2 separate regions of the Sus scrofa genome follow, and region 2 is linked to region 1. The links are chromatin contacts, called in public HiChIP or PLAC-seq maps. All regions are on one chromosome and are shown on one strand. Each heading gives the region's core, a stretch centred on a gene start, on an enhancer-like site or on the middle of the called end of the contact. The rest is flanking DNA. Distances are from core to core; before and after follow the strand shown.

The links. HiChIP or PLAC-seq counts read pairs in DNA pulled down with a chosen protein or histone mark.
Region 2: an H3K27ac HiChIP or PLAC-seq map of alveolar macrophages shows a contact between it and region 1. The contact joins the promoter of ATAD5 here to the promoter of RNF135 in region 1. A contact is called at or near these places in 1 of 5 promoter capture datasets (liver), 4 of 47 Hi-C or Micro-C datasets (embryonic fibroblasts, heart right ventricle, liver and 1 more) and 2 of 2 datasets of contacts at active chromatin or transcription factors (alveolar macrophages and skeletal muscle).

Annotation. Positions count from the first base shown.
Region 1 is chr12:42,805,940-42,810,827 of Sscrofa11.1, reverse strand. RNF135 (E3 ubiquitin-protein ligase RNF135) reads left to right here and starts at 1,891. Exons shown (of 5, transcript XM_003131735.4): 1 at 1,891-2,296. The coding sequence starts at 1,952.
Region 2 is chr12:42,918,436-42,923,480 of Sscrofa11.1, reverse strand. ATAD5 (ATPase family AAA domain-containing protein 5) reads left to right here and starts at 3,043. Exons shown (of 23, transcript XM_021067456.1): 1 at 3,043-3,499. The coding sequence starts at 3,452.

The sequences.
Region 1 (4,888 bases), core at 642-3,141:
CAAGGCATTGAGATCATAATTTGTGACTTCATTTAATGCATATTTTTGTTGGTGAGAAAGTTTGGCATTAAAAATGGGGGTAGTTTGAAGACCACTGATTAACCCACTCTTTCAAAAAATGTGCATGTGTAATGGAGAAGAGAAGGAGGGGTGGCTAGAAAGAGGCTTATATCAAAGGAAATTTTATTTGTTAAAATGGATGATTGTTTATTTTTCAGAAAACACAGGCACAGAGAAGCTATGAGTTTACTGCAGATGAAGAGTTTCTAGAACAAAATCCAGGTAATCAGTCAGTCAGGATAGGCTAGGTTATGCTGCAGCAACAAGCACCCACTAAATCTCAGTAACCTTAACAATATCTCAGGTTTATTTCTGTCCTTTACTGCAGGTCCTAGTGTGGGCTGGCAGGGCCACCAGATTACAGCTTCATCTCCATAGTTAGGACAGCTAGCAGGAAGAGATGCAATGACTTACTAGCTTTTTAAGCAGATGGGAAGTTTAGGGTATTCCTTTTGTGTGTTTCAAGAGTGTCAAAGATGGAATTCTCATCGAGGCTTAGTGGAAACAAATCCGACTAGCATCCATGAAGACACAGGTTCGATCCCTGGTCCTCAGCGGGCTAAGGATCTAGTATGGCTGTGGCGTAGGCTGGCAAGCTATTGACTCCTAGCCTGGGAACCTCCATATGCCATGGGTGCGGCCCTTAAAAAGACAACAAAAACAAAAACACAACAAAAGAGTGTCAAAGAAGTGTAATCCTACCAAGTTAGAAAGAGAAAGAAAAGGAGTTCCCTTGGTGGCGCAGTGGTTAACGAATCTGACTAGGAACCATGAGCTTGCGGGTTCGATCCCTGGCCTTGCTCAGTGGGTTAAGGATCTGGCGTGGCTGTGAGCTGTGGTGTAGGTTGCAGACGCAGTGCAGATCCTGCATTGCTGTGGCTCTGGCGTAGGCCGGTGGCTACAGCTCCGATTGGACCCCTAGCCTGGGAACCTCCATATGCCGCAGGTGCAACCTTAAAAAGAAAAGGGGGGTGGGGTGGGGAGAAGAGCTGGAAAATTTGATTATCAGTGCTAAGGGCGACTTCCTGTCACTTCCAGAATTGAAAATAGACACAGATATGTATCATCTGGTACCTACTTTGAGACCAGGCAATATGGGGTAGAGTAAAATGTGTCATTTTTAGTTTATTTCAACAGACCAAGGAGAAACAGGCCTAGTCTCTGCCCTTCGGTTATTTCTATGTAAGCGTGTAAGTTCCTTTGTCTCTTGGGGACATGCACTTAGGATTGGAGGAAGAGGAGGAAGACAGCAAGCCCAAGGAGGACCAGGTGCACTACCTCAATAAACCAGATTCTAGTATTTTTGTCCTGAAGCCAGTATGGATAATGTGCTTTCAGCCAGCAGAGAGCAGTAAGGAGACAGTAACACAATTCTGTATTGTAATAGCGATTTTCAATGTCTAGGGGTCACTCAACTTTGGCTGCGCGTGAGAATCATTTGGAGGTTTGTGCTCCAGCTCTGGGCACCTCGTAGTCTCTAATCCTATTTGTTAGAGTGGCTGGATGACACCTAGTGGGCGAATTATCAGAAAAGCGTCTTGAAGCGAATCCTCTCCTTTTTCTTCTCCCAAGAGTTGTCGGGGTTGCATTTCATGGGGGGGCGGGGGGGAAACTCTAGCAAAGACAATCTTTAGGACCTTAGCGCGTTTCTAGCGGCTTGGAGAGAGCGGGTTTCCTAAAGCCAGAGGTTGCTCTGAGGGCTGCGCGTTGGAAGCTCTAGGCTTGCAACAGGACCAGAGAAAGAAAGCAAGAGAGGATCCCAGCTGCTGCAAAGGAGGAGGGGAGAGGGGGAGCGAGGGAGGAGCCGGAGGAGACGCAGCCACCGGCTGGCGGTCCCCTACGTGGCCCGGACTTCCGCGCGCCGGCGCGGGGGACAAGGGGCCTGGGGACCATGGCGGGCCCGGACGCCGGCCCGGCCATACCCGTGTGGCTGGCCGAGGACGACCTGGGCTGCATTATCTGTCACGAGCTGCTGGCCTGGCCGACCACGCTGCCCTGCGGCCACAGCTTCTGCCGTGACTGTCTGGTGGGCCTGTGGGAGGCGGGGCGCCGCCGGTCCTGCCCCACCTGCCGCGAGGGCGGCGCGCAGCCGCTGCAGCTGCGGAAGAACACGATGCTGCAGGACTTGGCGGACAAATACAGCCGGGCGGCACACGAGCTGAAGGACAGGGCCCCAGTGCCCGGCCCGGCCCCGCGCCCTGCGCCCGGGCCCCGGTGCCACACCGCGCAGCTGCGGGTAGGGAGGGGGACCCGCTGCTGCCCTCTGCCTTCTGGCCGCCCGCGCCGCCTGCTTCCTGGTTCTCCCTGCGCACTTCCTCTCTTCCTGGTCCTTTCTGCTCTCACATTGCTTTTCTCAGTCTAAACGTAGAAATCGTTCTTTGGAAAGCTCAGAAAAATATGAAGGAGAAAAAAAATTCAGCATCTGAGATCCTATCAACTACGTGCTATACACCCTGGCGTATTTCCACTTATTTCCTCTTTCTGTAGCCTATCCCTCTCTCTGATAATTTTTTATTGTGGTAAAATATGTTTATGTCACATAGCATAAAATTTGCCGTTTAGCCATTTTAAAATGTGCAGTTCAGTGGCAGTATATTTACAATACTCTGCAACTACCACCACTTTCTAGTTCCAAAACTTACATCACCACAAACAGAAACTCTGCCCCCATAAAGCAATAACTTCTCACTCTCTTTCCCTTCAGGCCCTGGTAACCTCTAATCTACAATCTGTGTCTATGAATTTGCCTACTCTAGGTATTTGGTACAAGTGGAATCGTGCCGTATTTGTCCCTTTGTTTCTGGCTTTGGCTTCTTTCACGTGCGGTTATGTTTTCAAGATTCATTTACGTCGTAGCATAGATCTGAACTTCGTTCCTTTTTGTGGCTGAAGAATAATTCCCTTGTATAATTATACCACATTTTAAAAAATCCACTCTGCATCAGTGGACATTCGGATTGTTTTTACCTTCAGGTTATTGTTGGTGATGTGGCAGTGAACATTGGTGCACAAGTATCCCAGTTCCTATTTTCAGTTCTTTTGGGTAGGAATGGAATTGCTAGGTCGTATGGTAATTCTATGTTTAACTTATTGGCGAACAGCCAAACTGCATCCCAGGCAACAACAGCAATTGGCATTCCCATTATCAAAGTGGGAGGATTCCAATTTTCCCTAACTTTTGCTCCTGGGACTAAGGTCTGCTTGCTCCTGGCCTGTTTGCTTCTAGGGCTTAGGTCTGTTGTCTGTTTCAGTCAAGTCTTTTGTCCCAGACACCTCCAAGTTTAGCTCAGCTTGCAGCACTTGAGGAATGCCCGCCCCCTTTCTGTCCCAGCTCCAAGTTAAGTAAAACAAAGGTGAGCACCCTGTGTCCTTGCTTCAGGTAGTCCCCAGCCAGGTTAGGACAAACCTACACAATGATGTGTGAATAAAATAAAAGTAGACTCTCCCGCTCTGAGAACCAGGACTGGGATTTCACTGAGAACTTTCATTGAACTAGGGACAGAGCACGGCAAAGGCGTGTCAAAACACTGCAAAGCGTTCCTCCTACCAGATTGCTCTTTGTTGGTTAAGTGTTTTCCAGAGTTCCAACAGAGTTGGTTCTGACAGTTTCTGCTTGTTTTGCAGTGTGTGTGTGTGTGTGTGTGTGTGTGTGTGTAGGGGGGTGGAGGAGTGGGGATTAGTGGGGAGTCAGGGTAAAAGAGCTTAGAGCTGCCCACTCCTCTTTTTCAAAAATTAATAGATGTTATTTTATTTATTTATTTGTCTTTTTTTTTTTTTTGCTATCTCTTGGGCCGCTCCCACGGCATATGGAGGTTCCCAGACTAGGGGTCGAATTGGAGCTGTAGCCACCAGCCTACGCCAGAGCCACAGTAATGCCAGATCTGAGCCGAGTCTTTGACCTACACCACAGCTCATGGCAACGCCAGATCCTTAACCCCCTGAGCAAGGCCAGGGATCGAACCCACAACCTCGTGGTTCCTAGTCAGATTCGTTTCTGCTGTGCCATGACGGGAACACCTAGACTTTATTTTTTAAAGCAGTTCTAGGGATTTCCTGTTGTGTCGCAGTGGGAACAAATCTGACTAGTATCCAAGAAGATGCATGTTCAATCCCTGGTCTTGCTCAGTGGGTTAAGGATCCAGCATTGGCATGAGCTGTAGTGTTGGTTGTAGATGTGGTTCAGATCCCTGAAAGTTGCTGTGGCTGTGGAGCAGGCTGGCAGCTGTAGCTCCCGTTTGACTCCTAGCCTGGGAACTTCCATATGCCATGGCCTTAAAAAGCAAAAAAAAAAAAAAAAAAAAAAAAAAGAGGCAGTTCTAGATTTTCAGAAAATTGAGCAGAAAGTCCCCTCATACTCCTGACATTTTCCCTTATTATTAATATTTTGCATTAGTTTGGTACATTCATTGAACAGGCCTATGGGGTTTGACTCAGTGCATGGAGTCATATATCTACAATTATAGTATCACACAGTTGTACTGCCTTGAAAATCCCCTATGCTCTGTGTATCCTCCACCCCAACCCCTGGCGTTCACTGATTTTTTATGATATCTCTTTAGTTTTGCCTTTTCCGGACTGTCATCATTGGAATCATAAAGGATCTAGTTTTTGCAGGTTGGCTTCTTTCACTAATCACAATTAAGGTTTGGGGCTTGATCGCTCATTTCTTTTTATTGCTGTAAAATATTCCATTGCATAGATTTACCATAGCTTATTCATTCACCTTTTGATAGACACGTTGGTTGCTTCTGTTTTATTTATTTTTTAGTTATGAATAAAACTGTTCTTTTCTTTTTGATTATAAATATAGTATTGTCCCTCAGGTCCT
Region 2 (5,045 bases), core at 1,794-4,293, 110 kb before region 1:
AGTAGCCAATGTGATGAACTTTTTCATGACCATCGTCATAACCAAGATAGCAAGTATTTCCATCATTGCCCAAAGTTTCATATAATCCATTGCTTGATAATCCATCTCTTCTTCAACCCCAGAATCCAAACAAGAACCATCTGCTTCCTGTCCTTAGAGATAAATATGCATTGTCTCAAATTTTTAAATCAATGGAATCATACAATATGTACTCTTTTTTTTTTCTTTTTCTTTTTAGGTCTGCACCTTTGGCATATGGACGTTCCCAGACTAGGGGTCCGATTGGAGGTATATTTGCTGGCCTATGCTGCAGCCACAGCAACAGCACCTCGGGATCCAAGCCTAGTCTCTGACCTACACCACAGCTCATGGCAATGCCAGATCCCAGACCCACTGAGTGAAGCCAGGGATCGAACCTGCATCCTCATGGATTCGAGTCAGATTCCTTTCTGCTGCGCCACCACGGGAACTCCCTGTACTCTTTTTCCATCTGGCTTCTTTTACTCAGCAGAGGGATTCTGAGGTGCATCCATGTCATTTTGTGTAGTAATACATCATTTTTACTGCTGAGTAGCAGTATTCTACGGTATGGATATATCACAATGTGTTTATTAATTTATCCCTTGATGGGTTGTTCTTAGTTTTTTACTATTACAAATAAAGCTGCTATGAACATTTGTGTCCGAGTCTTTTTTGTTTTTTGTTTTTTTTTAGGGCTGCACCCTTGGCATATGGATGTTTCCAGGCTAGGGGCTGAATTGGATCTGTAGCCATAGGCCTATACCACAGCCACAGGAACCCCAGATCTGAGTTGCATCTGAGACCTACGCCACAGCTTGCAGCGACGCTTGGTCCTTCAACCCACTGAGGGAGGCCAGGAATACTAATCAGGTTCTTAACCTGCTGAGCCACAATGGGAACTCCCCTAACACATTTTGCTTTATTTATCACAGCATGAAGTGGCTTGATATGGGATGTCAGCTCCCAGACCAAGGATGGAACCCAGGTCGCAGGGGTGAAAGCGCCAAACCCTAACCACTAGACCACCAGTGACCCTAACACATTTAAATGCTGTTATTTGGAAGAATAAAAAGCACTAGAGACATACCCTATAATCCAGCAATTACATGTGTTCAAGGAGACAAGAATTTTCATTGACTCATGGATAACAGAAAATAGAACTTCAATTGTCCTTACTAAGGAAATGGATCTATAAAATGTGCATAGTTGATCCTGCTGAATAGGGAACTATGTCTGGTCATTTATGGAGCATGATAATGTGAGAAAAAAGAATGTATGCTTGTATGTGTAACTGGGTCACCTTGCTGTACAGTAGAAAATTGACGGAACACTGTAAACCAGCTATAATGGAAAAAATAAAAATCATTATAAAATAAAACGTGCATCATTGGGTCAAATGCTCAGGTATGAAAGGGAATGAATCAGGCCTGAATGTATCATGGATTGACAGCTTTGGAAAACTGAAGAATGAAAAAAAGTAAATTGCTAAGTGATGTTTACATTGTTACTCTTTTTTTTTCCCCCAGTAGTGTGCAGGGACTTGCTGTGGGATCTTAGTTCCCAGACCAGGGATGGAACTAGGGCCAAAGCAGTAAAAGCACCTAATCCCAACCATTAGACCATCAGGAACGCCCCTATATTGCTAACTTTCATGTAAAGGAAGACAAAATGAAAGGCTTTTCTATGGATACATATACGTTCGTAAAAGTATTAATAAAGGCTGCAGTGGTATCCACGGAATAGGTGATATTGGCTACCTTTAGAGTGAAGAGACTGAGTTTTGGGGTGGAAATCAAGGACACTTTCAGATTTTTTTCTGTAATTTTCTAATTGATTTTTCCTCCTTTTCCTCCTCCCTGCTCTTGCTCCTCCTTTTTCTCATTCTCCTCTCCCTCCTCCTTGAGTGGTTGGTGTTCCCATACCCAGTGGGTTATTAAAAAAACAAACCATAACAACAAAAGAGTTTATATTTAGTGCAATCTCCCTAAAAACCACATCCAAGGCAAATAATTTTCAAAGGAAAAGTAACTACCATTTATTTCATCGGAAAAATTTGTACCCTTCATGTTGTCCAGACATAAACCATACACACAGACAATAATGTGAACAGTTAAAATCAGTTTGCATAACCCGACCTAACAAGGTGGCTTCCCGTTAATATTTGATAGGTACATTTACCTGTTTTGTTTCAGCCCTTACATATCCTGCAGATAAAACTATGGACTCAAAGAAAATAAACATACTCTTGTATATTGCAAGTTTAATGTAAAAAAGCAAAGTAAGGCAAATTCATGAAAACAATGAAAATGACGTATGAGATTATCATCACTACAAACTAGCAAACTACAGGTACCCTGCGACAGCTGGAACACACGCCAGCCAGCTGAGGCCATGAACTTGGGCTCCTGGCTTCTTGCTAGGACGAAATCCATGGGAAAAAATGCCTCCTGAGCTCAATTAGGGGTAAAGGTCAATTCTCGGACCCCTAGTAGGTAGCGAGGTAGGTCGCTTGCCAAAGTAACATTTTAAGTCGTGTGGAAGGAGTGTAATCAACAGCTATTCCCTTTCCTGTATTTTTCGAATTTACACTTAAATGGGACTAGTCTAGGTCGTCAAAAGTCTAGGGTTTTAATTCTGCCACCAACGGACTTTAGTCAAATCACATTCTCATCCGTGAAACTGGGGTGAGGAGTTTGAATCTCCAAAATCTCCGTTACTTTTACTTGTTTTTCAGCCGAACAGGTGGAATATGGACGTTTCGGGGCCAGGGATGGAATCCCAGCCGCAGCTGAGACGTACCCCACATACTCTGTATTTTGCAGCTACGGCCAGGCGAGATCCTTAGCCTATTGCGCCCGACAGGGGGATCGAACCGCTACTCATCAGCGACCAGAGCGGTTGCGGAAAACAACGATCCCAGCTACGTTTAGAGCCAAATGAATAATCCCGCCTCCGGCAGTTTCGCCTAAGAACCATTTTGGCCTTCTCGGCTCACCGTCCGCGCAGCCTCCGGAAGCGATCTAAGCTCCGCCCCCTGCGCTCCGGACGGCGCGAAAACCCAATTGACAAGAATTCCCTGGGAAGCCCGCGGGTTGGGTCTACGTTTGGCCTGGTTTTCCCTCCGAGGTCCTGGGCCCGACGTCGGAATTGGAGTGTCCTCGTTGGAGGTACCCCCCACCGACCGCGCTACAGGGTCCTCTTCGCGCTTTCTCACCACCTCTTCCCGCGTTCGAGTCAGCTGAGCTCTCGGCCCAGCCTTTGCGACCACCCGGGCGGTGGACGCGGGGGGTTCCAGGCAGACCCCGCGGCCCAGCTTCTTGCTCCCGTTGGAGCAGGCTGCCTCCATGGCCTCCAGACAGGTCGGACCGGGCTGCGTAAGGTCCTAGGAGCTGGGATTCCGGGAAGCAGGGAGCATGGTGGGGTCCTGGCCATGGCGGCTGCAGCTGCCACCCCTCCGGTGAGGGATTACGAGATTGAGGTGAGCTTGAGTATCTCTATTTGTTGGAGGTGGGTGAAAGAGGGTTCTGATCTAGGATCTATGAGGGGAAAGAAGGGACCTGGTGAGGCCCCTTTGTTGTGTCTTTGGGTGGAACAGTCGCTGGAGTGTGTCCTAAAGCCGCGGTAGGTACCCATAAACATTAGGATTGAGGATGTTGAGGGGCCTAGTTAAGGACCAGTTTATAGATCCTGAAATGTTCCTGAAACTTGATAATTTGGACTAGTGAAATGTCATGGAGTCTTCCAGGGTCAAGTCTGGATAAGGAATCACAGAACTTTAGCGTGGAAAAGAATCTTTTTGTCCACCCACCTGTGCTAGGAATAGCACTTGGTGTGTCACTACAGGAATCAAACAAGGTACATAATTTAAAAATCACTTTCTCATTGCTCTAGAACTTAAGATACTGCAGGAAGAAGTCTCAGCTTGGTATGCTGTTTATTCTTATGTGTTCTAGTTTCAGTGAAATGCACTAAAGAGATTCTAATGTCATAAAGTAGTGGAGTATCATCAAGTAGACAATTTTGCTATATTTTCACACCTTTTCATCCCAAGCTAGCCTTGTAACTGACATATGCATACTGGTGTCATTGAAGTGAGCCAAGACATAGGTTCACTCACTGAACTGGGACTGTTTCTTACTTTTTAGTATTGAGTACTTTTGGGAGTTCCTGTTGTGGCTCAGTGGTAATGAACCTGTCTAGTGTCCATGGGGTTGCAGGTTCAATTCCTGGCCTTGCTCAGTGGGTTAAGGATCTGGCATGGCTGTGGCTGTGGTGTAGGCTGGCAGCTGCAGCTCCAGTTTGACCTCTGGCCCGGGAACTTTCATTTGCTGTAGGTGCGGCCCTAAAAAGCAAAAATAAATAAATAGAATTGAGTACTTTTTGCCTTCTTGTTAATATTTGTTATGCAGATGCTTGTTTGCTGGATCAAGGCAGTTGCTGGGTTTGTCTTGGGTGTGAAGAATTTTTGATAACTTGAATTACGCAATTCTTGCTTTTTGTTTGGTCAGTTTCTGAATCTTTTTGTTACAATTTCTTCTTTTGGTGCCCTGCTTAGAGTACTATTTCAGGGCACCAAATATTGTTTAGTATTGTGACAGTAAAGGCCTTATACACATTATTTTACCTAATAGCAATCCTGTGTTGAGGTGTTATTATCTGTATTCTAAAGATGAGAGAAAGTTAAGAATTAAAAGTTGAATTAAGGTAGAAAAATAAATTAGAAAATTAAAAGTAATTTGCTTAGGGTCCCATGCTGGTAGCTTTCAGAGCCAGCACTCAAACTTAGATCTGCTTGACTCCAGAGCCTCTGGTACCATCTCAGGATAATAATAATACTAACAACTCATTAGCATTTCTTCTAATACATTTACCATTTCATTTTAAGATGTAAAGTTTTAATCTGTCTCTCTTTTGCCTCATGTTTATCCAAATGGTTAGAAATTTGCCCCAATGCTATGTATTAACTTCTTTGCCCACTAACTTGAGTGTAACTATTGTTACATTTATATATACCAAAGTCTTAA